Linked DNA regions of Oryctolagus cuniculus: region 2 is linked to region 1. Evidence: chromatin contacts called from public Micro-C data. All regions are on one chromosome and are shown on one strand. Each heading gives the region's core, a stretch centred on a gene start, on an enhancer-like site or on the middle of the called end of the contact. The rest is flanking DNA. Distances are from core to core; before and after follow the strand shown. Region 1 holds the start of COX6A1 (cytochrome c oxidase subunit 6A1). Region 2 holds the start of UNC119B (unc-119 lipid binding chaperone B).

Evidence for each region. A called contact is a pair of places that touch in the nucleus more often than the background predicts.
Region 2: a Micro-C map of ear pinna shows a contact between it and region 1, with 3 times the contacts expected there. The contact joins the promoter of UNC119B here to the promoter of COX6A1 in region 1. A contact is called at or near these places in 4 of 6 Hi-C or Micro-C datasets (ear pinna, embryonic fibroblasts, skin fibroblasts and 1 more).

The regions. Positions count from the first base shown.
Region 1 is chr21:16,469,377-16,474,606 of mOryCun1.1, reverse strand. It overlaps COX6A1 (cytochrome c oxidase subunit 6A1), which reads right to left and starts at 3,068. Exons shown (of 3, transcript NM_001170883.2): 1 at 2,931-3,068; 2 at 2,635-2,777; 3 at 832-1,079. The coding sequence starts at 3,033. The coding sequence ends at 996. LOC127484773 (U6 spliceosomal RNA) reads right to left here and starts at 1,557; the gene lies at 1,453-1,557.
Region 2 is chr21:16,708,561-16,713,790 of mOryCun1.1, reverse strand. UNC119B (unc-119 lipid binding chaperone B) reads right to left here and starts at 2,091. Exons shown (of 5, transcript XM_051835841.2): 1 at 1,800-2,091. The coding sequence starts at 2,043.

The sequences.
Region 1 (5,230 bases), core at 1,819-4,318:
AATTATGTCACATTTTTTATTTCTCCAGAGGTCTCTGAACTTGCCGGCTGTCAGGGTGCTAAGAGCAGTCTTACCCCAAAGTAAGAACTTGACACTTGTGGAGGAAATTATCCAACAGCAGGGAGGATTCTGCAGCTGGTGGGCGGGGACAGCAGCTGAGGCCCAGGGACAGCACCTCCTCTAAGGATCACAGGTACTGTACTCCCCAGGGGTAAGCTGCAGCCCTTCTCCGCCCCGCAAGCACTGTACTCTTGGTCCCCTGGCTTTACCCACCCCAGGCACAAGGAACCAAGGGGCTTACTGAAAATAAATGGAGCCAGTGCTATGGCGTATGGCGGGGAGTGAACCAGCAGATGGATCTCTCTTTGCCTCCCCTCTCTCTATGTAACTCTTTCGAATAAATAAATCAATCTTAAAAATAAGTGGGCTGACCTGCAGATCCAGAAATATTCTGAATGCTGACTGCCTAGGAAAAACATACTGGGGGCCAGAGCTGTGGTGCAGCAGGTTAAGGCCCCAGCCTGCAGTGCCAGCTTCCCATATGGGCGTCAGTTCGAGTCCTGGCTGCTGCTCTTCCAATCCAGCTCTCTGCTGTGGCCTGGGAAAGCACTGGAAGATGGCCAAGTCTTTGGGCTCCTGCACCCAGGTGGGAGACCCGGAAGAAGCTCCTGGCTCAGATCAGCTCAGCTCTGGCCACTGGAGTCATTTGGGGAGTGAACCAGCAGAATGAAGATTCTTTCTCTCTCTGTAACTCTTTCAAATAAATTTTAAAAAAAGAAAAGAAAAACATACTGAAGAATGCAAGTCAACTCACAGCCAATCTTACGTTTAAGTTATTTATTTAAGCCATCTCCTGCCGTAAGCAAAGAGATGGAAGATCAGTATAATGGTCATCATTTGATACAAGTAAGGAAGGTGAGCTTAAGGTCCCATAGACTTCTGTGGTCCGCATGCAGAGTGGTGGTCCCCGGTGCCTGTGAGGGTCCAGGTTCTCGTCATTCATCTTCGTAGCCAGTTGGAAGTGGATTCACATGAGGGTTATGGAACAGAGTATGGTTCCCATCTCCCCAGGGAAAGGGCTGTGGAGTGAAGATGTCAGTCAAATTAACTCCAGAAAACAGTTCGCAAGAACACTTAACAGTGACAGATCAGACATAAACGTAACATGTAGATTAGTCTGTTAGCTACTGGCATGCTTCAGCTTTCCCATAATTTTTTAAAATCTATTTTATTTTGACATCTAATGGTGGACTCCACTCCGTAAACTTGAGAGCGCGCCATCATTTGCTTGTTATGTTTTCACACAGTGCAAGTGGTGGTCGCTCCTTCTCATAGCAGCAAGTGATTCTGCTGTTTTCCATAGCAGCACACTTGAGGGACGGAGAGGCTGAGTGCGTCGAGTGTAAATAACTCGAACGACTGCCAATTCTATTTACTGGTCAGTGTTTAAGTAAAAATATGCCACACTTCAAGAATTTGCATGTCATCCTTGCGCAGGGGCCATGCTAACCTTCTGTGTTGTTCCAATTTTAGCACATGCGCTGTCGGAGCCAGCACAGCCTTCCCACAATTTAAGGAAGCTCTTAAATAGCCACCAAAGAGGCCCTTCTTAACGCAGACAGCAGGAAAAGCAAGCTCAAGTTAGTCACTCTTAGGCCTCTCCCTGGTAACTAGTGCTGTTTATGAAAGTATAATCCTCAAACCACCCGAATCAGAATGGTGCGGTGGGTACAGGGGAGGAGATGCTTAAGCTTATTTAAATGCAGATTCCCGGGCTCCATCCCAGACCTGAAACGATCTACGGACTGGGAAACTGCATCCAACCCCCACGTAGTTTGTCCATCCCCTCTGAAGAGCATTAGGACCATGGTCTCCAACCCAGGGGCCCCTGCGCCTATTTGCAGACATTGGGCGGGGGGCTGGGGGCTGGGGGCAAGACACTACTGCCACCTAGCGGGCAGGAGCCAGGGACTCCGCAAAACTTCGTAAACGGCACAAAACGTCAATACTGTTGAAAAACCTTGCTGTGCAGCTTCTAACTCTACCGTACCAGGGTGGAGGTGGGGCTCAAAGACTCAGAACTCCCAGAGTCCAGGTTAAGGTTCTACGAGACCAGTGCTACAGAAGCGATGAGCGATGTAACAGTTACAGAGGCAGAGAGGCCCTCGTGTAAAACACAGCAAGCGCTGAACCACAAACGACCTTAACATCCGTACCGACATTCGGAGGGCAAAGCGGGAGAGAAGACAGGAACAGGCGGAGAAGAGGAAGCCATCAGGACCCGCCAGCTGCTCGGGTCGGCTCAACCGCCGACTCTCCCGTTCTGGAAGGGATTCCCAAACCTCAGATTTTATACGAGGGACGCCGCTCCTAAAGGCAGGAGGTGGAGGACCCAGGCAAAGGGACACAGTGCGTGACCTTGAGGCACACGCCCGGCACAGGAAGAGCTTGGACTAGGAGGGCTCGTACGAGGCCGCAGCATTAGAGTTCGTGCAAATACGGCTTTGTCGCAAAAGCTCTTAAAATCGTACACACAAGGGGTCTTCCACAAAGCCCCCTGGAAATGATTATCAGGGAACTCGGCCTGGATTTCAGAACGAAAGCGGGGTGCCTGGAGAGGCTGCAGGGGCGTACCTTGGACCTGATGCGGAGATGGGGGTAGGCGATGAACTCGGGTCTCTCGTGCTCTTCGTGGTGCGACTTCAGGTAGACATTCAGCATGCTCACGCCCACGCCGGGGAGCGCGACGAAGTAGGTGAGGGCCTTCCACATGCGAGCTGCGGAGGGGCCACAGCCGCTCAGCCCCGGCAGGGCCGGGGGTCGGCCGCCTCGCACGCTCCTTCCCCAAGGCCTCCAGCCAAGGTCATGGTCCCGTCCGGCCTCGACTGAATGAGGCCGAGACCCGCCCCGACCCTAGCTAGCCCCAGTACCTGAGCCCTCCTCGCCGTGCGCTCCGCTCGACATAGGCCGCCCCACCTGGAGGCGGGACCGACCTAGAAGCCGAGAAACCCTGGACCAAGCCGCCGCCGCCATTTTCCTCCTGGACCGCCCGAGCGCCGGAAGCGGAAGTAAGAAAAGGGCTCGGGGGTGGGTGGGACCACAACCTCAAAAAGAAGTTCCTATTGGGCGACGGCTCACGCGCATCAACAGGCACCAAGGAGTCTGCGCACTGTCACCCAGAGCGACCGAGTCCTTGCCAAAATCCTGAGGGAGAAATGGGGACACCGAGATAGGAAGAGCGTGATGCCGGCACCCCCGCTGCGAGCCGCGCCTTCCCTTTGTGCGCATGCGTGTGCGCCGGGTCTCCCTGCGGTCCCCGCTCCCTGCCTTGGAGTCCCTGGACAACGCTGGAAGGTCTCAGCAGGAACCACCCCGTCTGAAGCGCCGCTTCCCTTCCTCACCGTCCTCTGCGTTATGTTTTTCGTGGCACCTGACGTCATCGTCGTCATCATTTTGTTCTTACATTCTGTGATGCCGGGAGTTTGCCACTGCAGCATTCTCGGCATAATCTATGAACGGCGATGTCTGGAGCCATGCCTGGCCCGTACCACGTGCTGCATGAATGAATGAATGAATGAATGACAGCTGGAGCCAGTAGGAGCCCTGGAATTGGTGCCAGAAGATCTGGATTCTAATCCTGGCTCAACAGCCTCACCTTTTGGCCTCTGGTCACCTGGATTTCTCTCCCCTGGAATTCTGGTATCTGTTAAGTGTTGTCTACACAATTCATACCCCTACTTCTTTCAGCCGGCTCTCCACTTTTTTTTCTTTTTAAAGATTTATTTATTTATCTGAAAGGCAGAGTTACAGAGAGGCAGAGGCAGAGAGAGAGAGAGAGATCTTCCATCCACTGGTTCACTCCCCAAATGGCTGCAACAGCTGAGCTAGGCCAACCCAAAGCCAGGAGCCAGGAGCTTCTTCCGGGTCTCCCATGTAGGTGCAGGGGCTCAAGCACTTGAGCCATCTTCTACTATTTTCCCAAGCCAAAGCAGAGAGCTGGATCAGAAGTGGAGCAGCCAGTCTTGAACCAGTGCCCATATGGGATGCCGGCACTGCAGGTGGTGGCTTTACCTGCTACGCCACAGCCCCAGCCCCCTGGGCCCTCCACTTTTGATACAGGTCCCTGCTAATATGCCTGGGAAAGCAGCAGAAGATGGCCCATATGCTTGGGTCCCTGCCACCCACGTGGGAGATCCAGAAGAAGCTCCTGGCTTTGGCCCAGCCCAGCCCTGGCTATTGCGACCATTTGGGGAGTGAACCAGCAGATGGAAGATCTCTGTCTCTTCTCTTCTTGCTGTAACTCTGCCTTTCCAATAAATAAATAAATAATTTTATAAATGAGGGAAGGTCATCAAGCTACAACAGTGAAGTGCATATTCCTTGTTTGTAATGTTAATATGTATAAAAAAGAAAAATGTAATGAAAGCTTTGAATCCCTTTCCCCCAAAATGCCTCTGTGAGTGAACACACAGTTGAGCAATGTGGGGGAAGGAGTGACTGGGAAGTATATCTGAAGACCCCCAAGACTCCTTGTGCTGCGTCAGGTAGAACAAACAGGGGCCCTCGTGTGGGAAGACTGGGCTCACATCTCGTCCCCTTACAAGCTCTGTGACTTTGGGGAAGTTATAAGAAGTGAACGCCTCAAGGTCATACAGTTTCATGAAGACGAAAATTGGGGATCAGAGGCGGACGTGTGGCCAGCAGTGAAGATGCCACTTGGGCCACTGCGTCCCCTGTAGGAGTGCCTGGGTCTGGGTTCCAGCTCCACTGCGACTCCAGCTCCCGCCACAGCACCCCTGGGAGGCAGCAGTGCCAGCTCAAGTACTCGATCCGCCGCCCCCCGCCCCCCCCCCCCGGTGTGGGAGACTTAGATGGAGTTCCCAGGTCCTGACCCAGCTCCAGCTGTTGCAGGCACTTGGGGATTGAACTGGTAGGTAGGAGGTTCTCTCTCTCTCTCTCTCTCTCTCTCTCTCTCTCTCTCTCTCTCTCTCTCTCCCCCCTGTCTCTCTGCCTTTCAAATAAACAACAATCTTCAAAAAATTGGGGCTCGTCTTTCTAGTGCTTCATAATCTGGTCTAGCCTTCAGTCTCTCCCTGCGTAGCCCACGTTTTTACACTTCGTGGTGTAATCAGAAACATAAAATCCCTAAGCATCTGTAAGCACAGCCAGAGGTGTGTGAGGCCCCACCGTGTGGCCACAGGAAGGGCCAACTCAAGGATCAGCAAGTCCT
Region 2 (5,230 bases), core at 842-3,341, 240 kb before region 1:
CTGCAGGCGGCGGCTTAACTGGCTACACCACAATGCCAGTCCCCTCAAATAAATAAGTCTTTAAAAAGTAAAATCACTAAGCCGGCGCCGTGGCTCATTAAGCTAATCCTCCGCCAGCACCCCAGGTTCTAGTCCAGGTCGGGGCACCAGATTCTGTCCCAGTTGCCCCTCTTCCAGGCCAGCTCTCTGCTGTGGCCCGGGAGTGCAGTGGAGGATGGCCCAAGCGCTTGGGCCCTGCACCTACATGGGAGACCAGGAGGAAGCACCTGGCTCCTGGCTTCGGATTGGCGCAGTGCCGGTCGTAGCAGTCATTTGGGGGGTGAACCCACAGAAAAAGGAAGACCTTTCTCTCTGTCTCTCTCTCTAACTCTGCCTGTCAAAAAAAAAAAAAAATCACTGATTTCCTTCCATGACAACTCCTGAACAGCATCTTCTCCACAACTCATTCTGACACCTTATATTATGTGTAAGTTGTTCTTGTTTTACAAGCTGTCTCTTTAGAAAAAAACAGGCACACTGGGCGCGAGTGAGTATCTGGTAACTGCAGAGAAGGCTGTGCTGCCAAGCCTCTAGAGAAGAACCTGCTTAATCGAACAGACAAGATGTGGACGAGACCAAGAGAACCCAGGGGTCACGGCGTTCTCTCTGTGGCTTTCTCCAAAAAGCTGCAAAAGCAGGTTTAGCAATGGCACCACTCCCAAGCCCCCAGAGAGACCTGAGTGTGCCCCAAGAGCGATGCGCAGGGCCAGGCCCTGGAACGGCCTGGCTCACCCGTATCAGGAGAAAGCGCAAGGTCATAGGTCAAGGGCCGAGCATTTCTGTCCTCTCAAGAGACTGAAAATTAGACTGGGTGAGAACGGAAGCTGAACGGCAAGACTGCAGATCCACTCCTGTGCACAAAGGACAGCTCTGCCCCAAACAGTGGTGGACACTGGTGACATGACAACATTCCCAGTACAACTACTTTAGGAGCCGGAATTCCCTTTTGCACAGGCTGGACCAAGGCCTACTTCCCTCAAACTCCCAGAACACTGAGCCACCTGGGATCAGGTCGGCCTGATCACAGCAGGGGTCAGCGGTCTGCAGGGGTGGGGGTGGGGGCCTCAGCAGGTGACTGCAAACTCCTGGGCTTGGCTGAAGGGAACAAGCTGGGGAGTGAGCACCGGGCTCCCTCCCAGGAGGGCTGCCTTTTCCGCCAGATGCGCATTTTCTAAAGAAACGCCAAGCGCAGGATTCACGTGTTGGAGTTTGTACCTAAACTGCAACTTTATTAACAACTTCTGTGGATGGGGCGGCACAGCTCTAAGTGTGCACGACGACATGCCAAGGCCATGTGTTCTGAGTTAGAAAGAGGCCACCAGCACACAAAGGGGCACCGCCGGCGACCCAAAGAGGGGTGGGGTGGGGGCGGGGCTGTCAGGGGCCGGGGCGGAGGGAAGAGCAGCGAAAAGCAGGTAGGGGCTCCGGCCTGGCAGCGGCTGCGCGAGCTGAGGGAGACCGGCGAGGACGCCTGGCCCGGCGGGAACTTCAGGGACGGCTGGGGCGGGGCGGGGCCGCGGGGTCGAGGCTCCGGCCGGCCCACGACCCCTACTCTATCGGGTACCGCGGGGGCGGGGATGGGCCCGGCCCGAGCGGCCTGGCCGGAGCCACGCTCCCGGTCCCCCCTTCCCCACCGGGTCTCGGCGAGGGTGGCGAGGGCAGTAGGGAGCGCGGCCTGGGCCGACCGAGGGGGCCTGGGTGGCAGACAAGGGGCGCGGGGGCCCGGCGCGAGGGGAGGGCGCGGCCCGCCCGGCACTCACTCTCGGTGACCCGGCCGAGGCGCAGGACGTGCTCGGGCCGGATGGTGTCCAGCGCCAGCAGCTCCTGCTCCGTGACCGCTGTCCCGATGCCGTCGTCGGCCGCGTGGTGGGGCGCCTGCCGCCGCGCCTTGAGCCTGTTCAGGACGCCGCCGCCCGCCTTCTTCTTCTCCTCCTTGCCAGCCACCAGCCCCCCGGGCCCCGCCGCCGACCCCGCGGCCGCAGCCTTCGGGTTCGACCCGTTCATCGCTCCGCCGCCAAGATGGCCGCCGCCTCCACAGCGCCGTAACTATGGAGAGCGGGGGCGGGGCCGGCGGCACCTGGGCGGGGCGGGGCCTGGGCGGGGCGGGGCCTGGGATGGGCGGCCTTCCTCCGGCCGCGGGCCCGGCAGGTGGTGCGCCTCGGGGGTCCCAGGGGTTTCTGCGGACTCGGCACGTGGAGATGTTTTTTAATATCTCCAGGAGAGAATGTCCATTAGAAACCGCGCTTTGCAATGCAAAGGCCCGTCGAAAGCAAGCTTCCGGAACAGACTCATTTCTGAGGCCTGCCTCCAGTGCCTTGGGCTGGGCCTTGTGCAGTAAGGACGCAGGCATGAGGACAGGGATGAGGCTCCCTTATTCACCACTGTATCCTGGGCAGCTTGGTAGGGGCTCCATAATGTAGGTGAGAGTGAGCTGTTAGTGAAAGTCTGAGCGGCCCCAGCCTGAGAGGGGGGGACTTCATATACTTCTGTGACATACATCACTCATTATGGGGACACGTTCCCTGGACAAGCCAGGTGGGAATCAACGAGAAAACAAGACTGCTGACTGCAGCAAAGGTGCCAGGAGAGCGCCCAGGAGTGGCTGGGCCAGGCCCAAGCCGGGAGCATTTCTCACTATCTTCTCAGGCACATTAGCAGCAGCTGGGACTTGAACCAGCGCTCAAGCATGGGATGCTGGCATCACAGGTGGGCACCCCCGCCCGCTGCACCACAGTGCCGGCCCCCAGGTTGTTGCGTCCCCAGGGAATCAGGATCTGTGTACCTTAGACCCCAGGTTGTTGCGTCCCCAGGGACTCAGGACCTGTCTACACTCCTCTCTGTCGAAAGCCTGGACCTGAGTCTGCTAGTCTCAGCCATACATACATGGCCAGGGTGAAACTCTACCCCTCCCTCGATGGGCAGCCTCCAGACCCGACTGCTGCCAGGCTTGGTGGGTCCCTCTCGCTGGACGTGAGGGGCGAAGGAGGAACCGACTGGCCTCGCCTGGTCCCTAGACAAAGTCTAAACGTGCCCTTGCCCCTGCCGCCCAGCTGGGTGGAACAGTCTGTGGCCCAGTTCCTATCTAAATGCTGTCCTGTATTTAAGAGATTAGCTTCTGGTGGCACTCACCAGACCCACTCAGGGGGATTCTAGTAAATGTGCTCAGAGACTTTGCAAGCAGCTCTTTTTGAACCGCTCAGCACTGAGTGGCTGCTGATCTGCTAGTGGATTGTGAACCACCAAGAGGGTGGTCCAGCACGCAGCTGTCTCCCACGGTCTCACTCACTCTCACTCCAACCTTGTTCTCCAAGCACCTGGACCACAGCCACCTGCTCTCTTCTTTCTAGGGAGGATGACAAATGTGCTAACTCGTTTACACTCAGGAATTCAGTCCACACGTATGCACGATGATTACTTCAGGGCCATCTGAAACTGACATATTACAGTAAATTACATGTGGGGCCACTAATGTTGCAAAGAATGAGATTGATCTATGCATGTACACGAGTACGGAAAGATGTCCAAAATATATTAAGTGGTTGGGGGGAAGCAAACACAGACTCTCCTTTATTTAAAATAAAAGGTATAGTCCTGCACTGCATTTCAGTCAACAACCAGCTGTCCATAGGATTAGATGGCCCTGGGGCCAGTGTTGGGGCGCAGCAGGTTAAGCCATTGCCTGCGACTCCAGCATCCTATACCAGACTGCCAGTTCTAGTCCAGGCTTTCCCGCTTCCCATCCAGCTCCCTGCTAACACACCTGGGAAAGCAGCAGAGGACGGTCCAAGTACTTGAGCCCCTGCCACCTACACGGGAGACCCGGATGGAGTTCCTGGCTCTCAGCTTCAGCCTGGACCAGCCCAGGCCTTTGTGGCCATTTGGGAAGTGAACCAGTGGCTGGACAATCTGTCTCCCCCCACCCCTCTCTCTTAAAAAAAAAAAAAAATATATATATATATATATATGGCCTACAGATGTTGTAGCTTAGTTTGTGTAAATACACGCTATATTTGCATGACGAAATCACCTAATAACGCAGTGATCAGGATGTTCTTTCAGTGATGCGTGGCTATCTCTGAATGTGGGATGTGTTTCTGTAACCGTAAAGGAGGCCTGCGTGAACCCTGAAGTGTTAACCGGACTTCATCTCCTCTGGGCGGGAGCATACTGGGTGGAGCTGGAAGGCATTTGTTCACTGCTGACACCAGAGTTTCTTCCATACTGTTCTATCACAAGCATATGATCATGGGCTGCTTGTGAACTTTTAGAGAGAAAATACCTTAGGATTTATGTCTGGAAGGCAGACACTGCCAAAGTAGCCTTATTTTCAAATGTAAAATCAACCTCAAACTTGATCACCCTTTTCTGCTATTTTGAAAAATTAAATACTGCCATATTGAGTGTCAGGGCCTGCCTGGTCACTGCCTATGATCTGTGGTGAAAAAGAAATAGACTGTCCTTAGAATAGAGCGTGTGCACACACACACACACACACACACACAGAATAGAGCACTGGCATTGTGGCACAATGGGTTAAGCCGCTGCCTGCGATGCTGGCATCCCACGAGTGCTGGTTCAGGTCCTGGATGCTCTGCTTCCAATCCAGCTCCCTGCTAATGTGCCTGGGAAAGCAGTGGAAGACGGCCCAAGTGCTTGGGCACCTGCCACCTGGCAGACCTGGATGGAGTTCCTGGCTCCTTCCTGGCTTTGTCCTGGCCCAGCCCTGACTGTCATGGCCATTTGGGGAGTGAACCAGCAGGTGGAAGATCTCTTTTTCTCTCTCTTTCTGTCACTCTGCCTTTCAAATAAAGAAATAAATATTTAAAAGAAATATATAGAACACATAAAAAGAAATTATGTAGAGGGCATATGATTACATTTTTTAAAGGTATAGAAAAAATCAGGCCTGTAACCTCCAATGTATCTTTCCCTACCAAATCCTCCTAAGGTGTGAGAGTATTTTTTAAAGTTTGTAGAGAATTGGAATTAAAAGATAAGTTGGGGTGAGCATTTGACCTTGTGGTTAAGCTATGGGTTGGGACACGTGCGTCCTGTATCACAGTGCCTGGGTTCAAGTCCTTGCTCCTCTTCAGATTCAACTTCCTACTCACGCACACTCTGGGAGGCAGCGGTGATGCGGCAAGTACTTGGATTCCTGCCACCATGTAAAAGACCTCCACTCAGGTCCCTG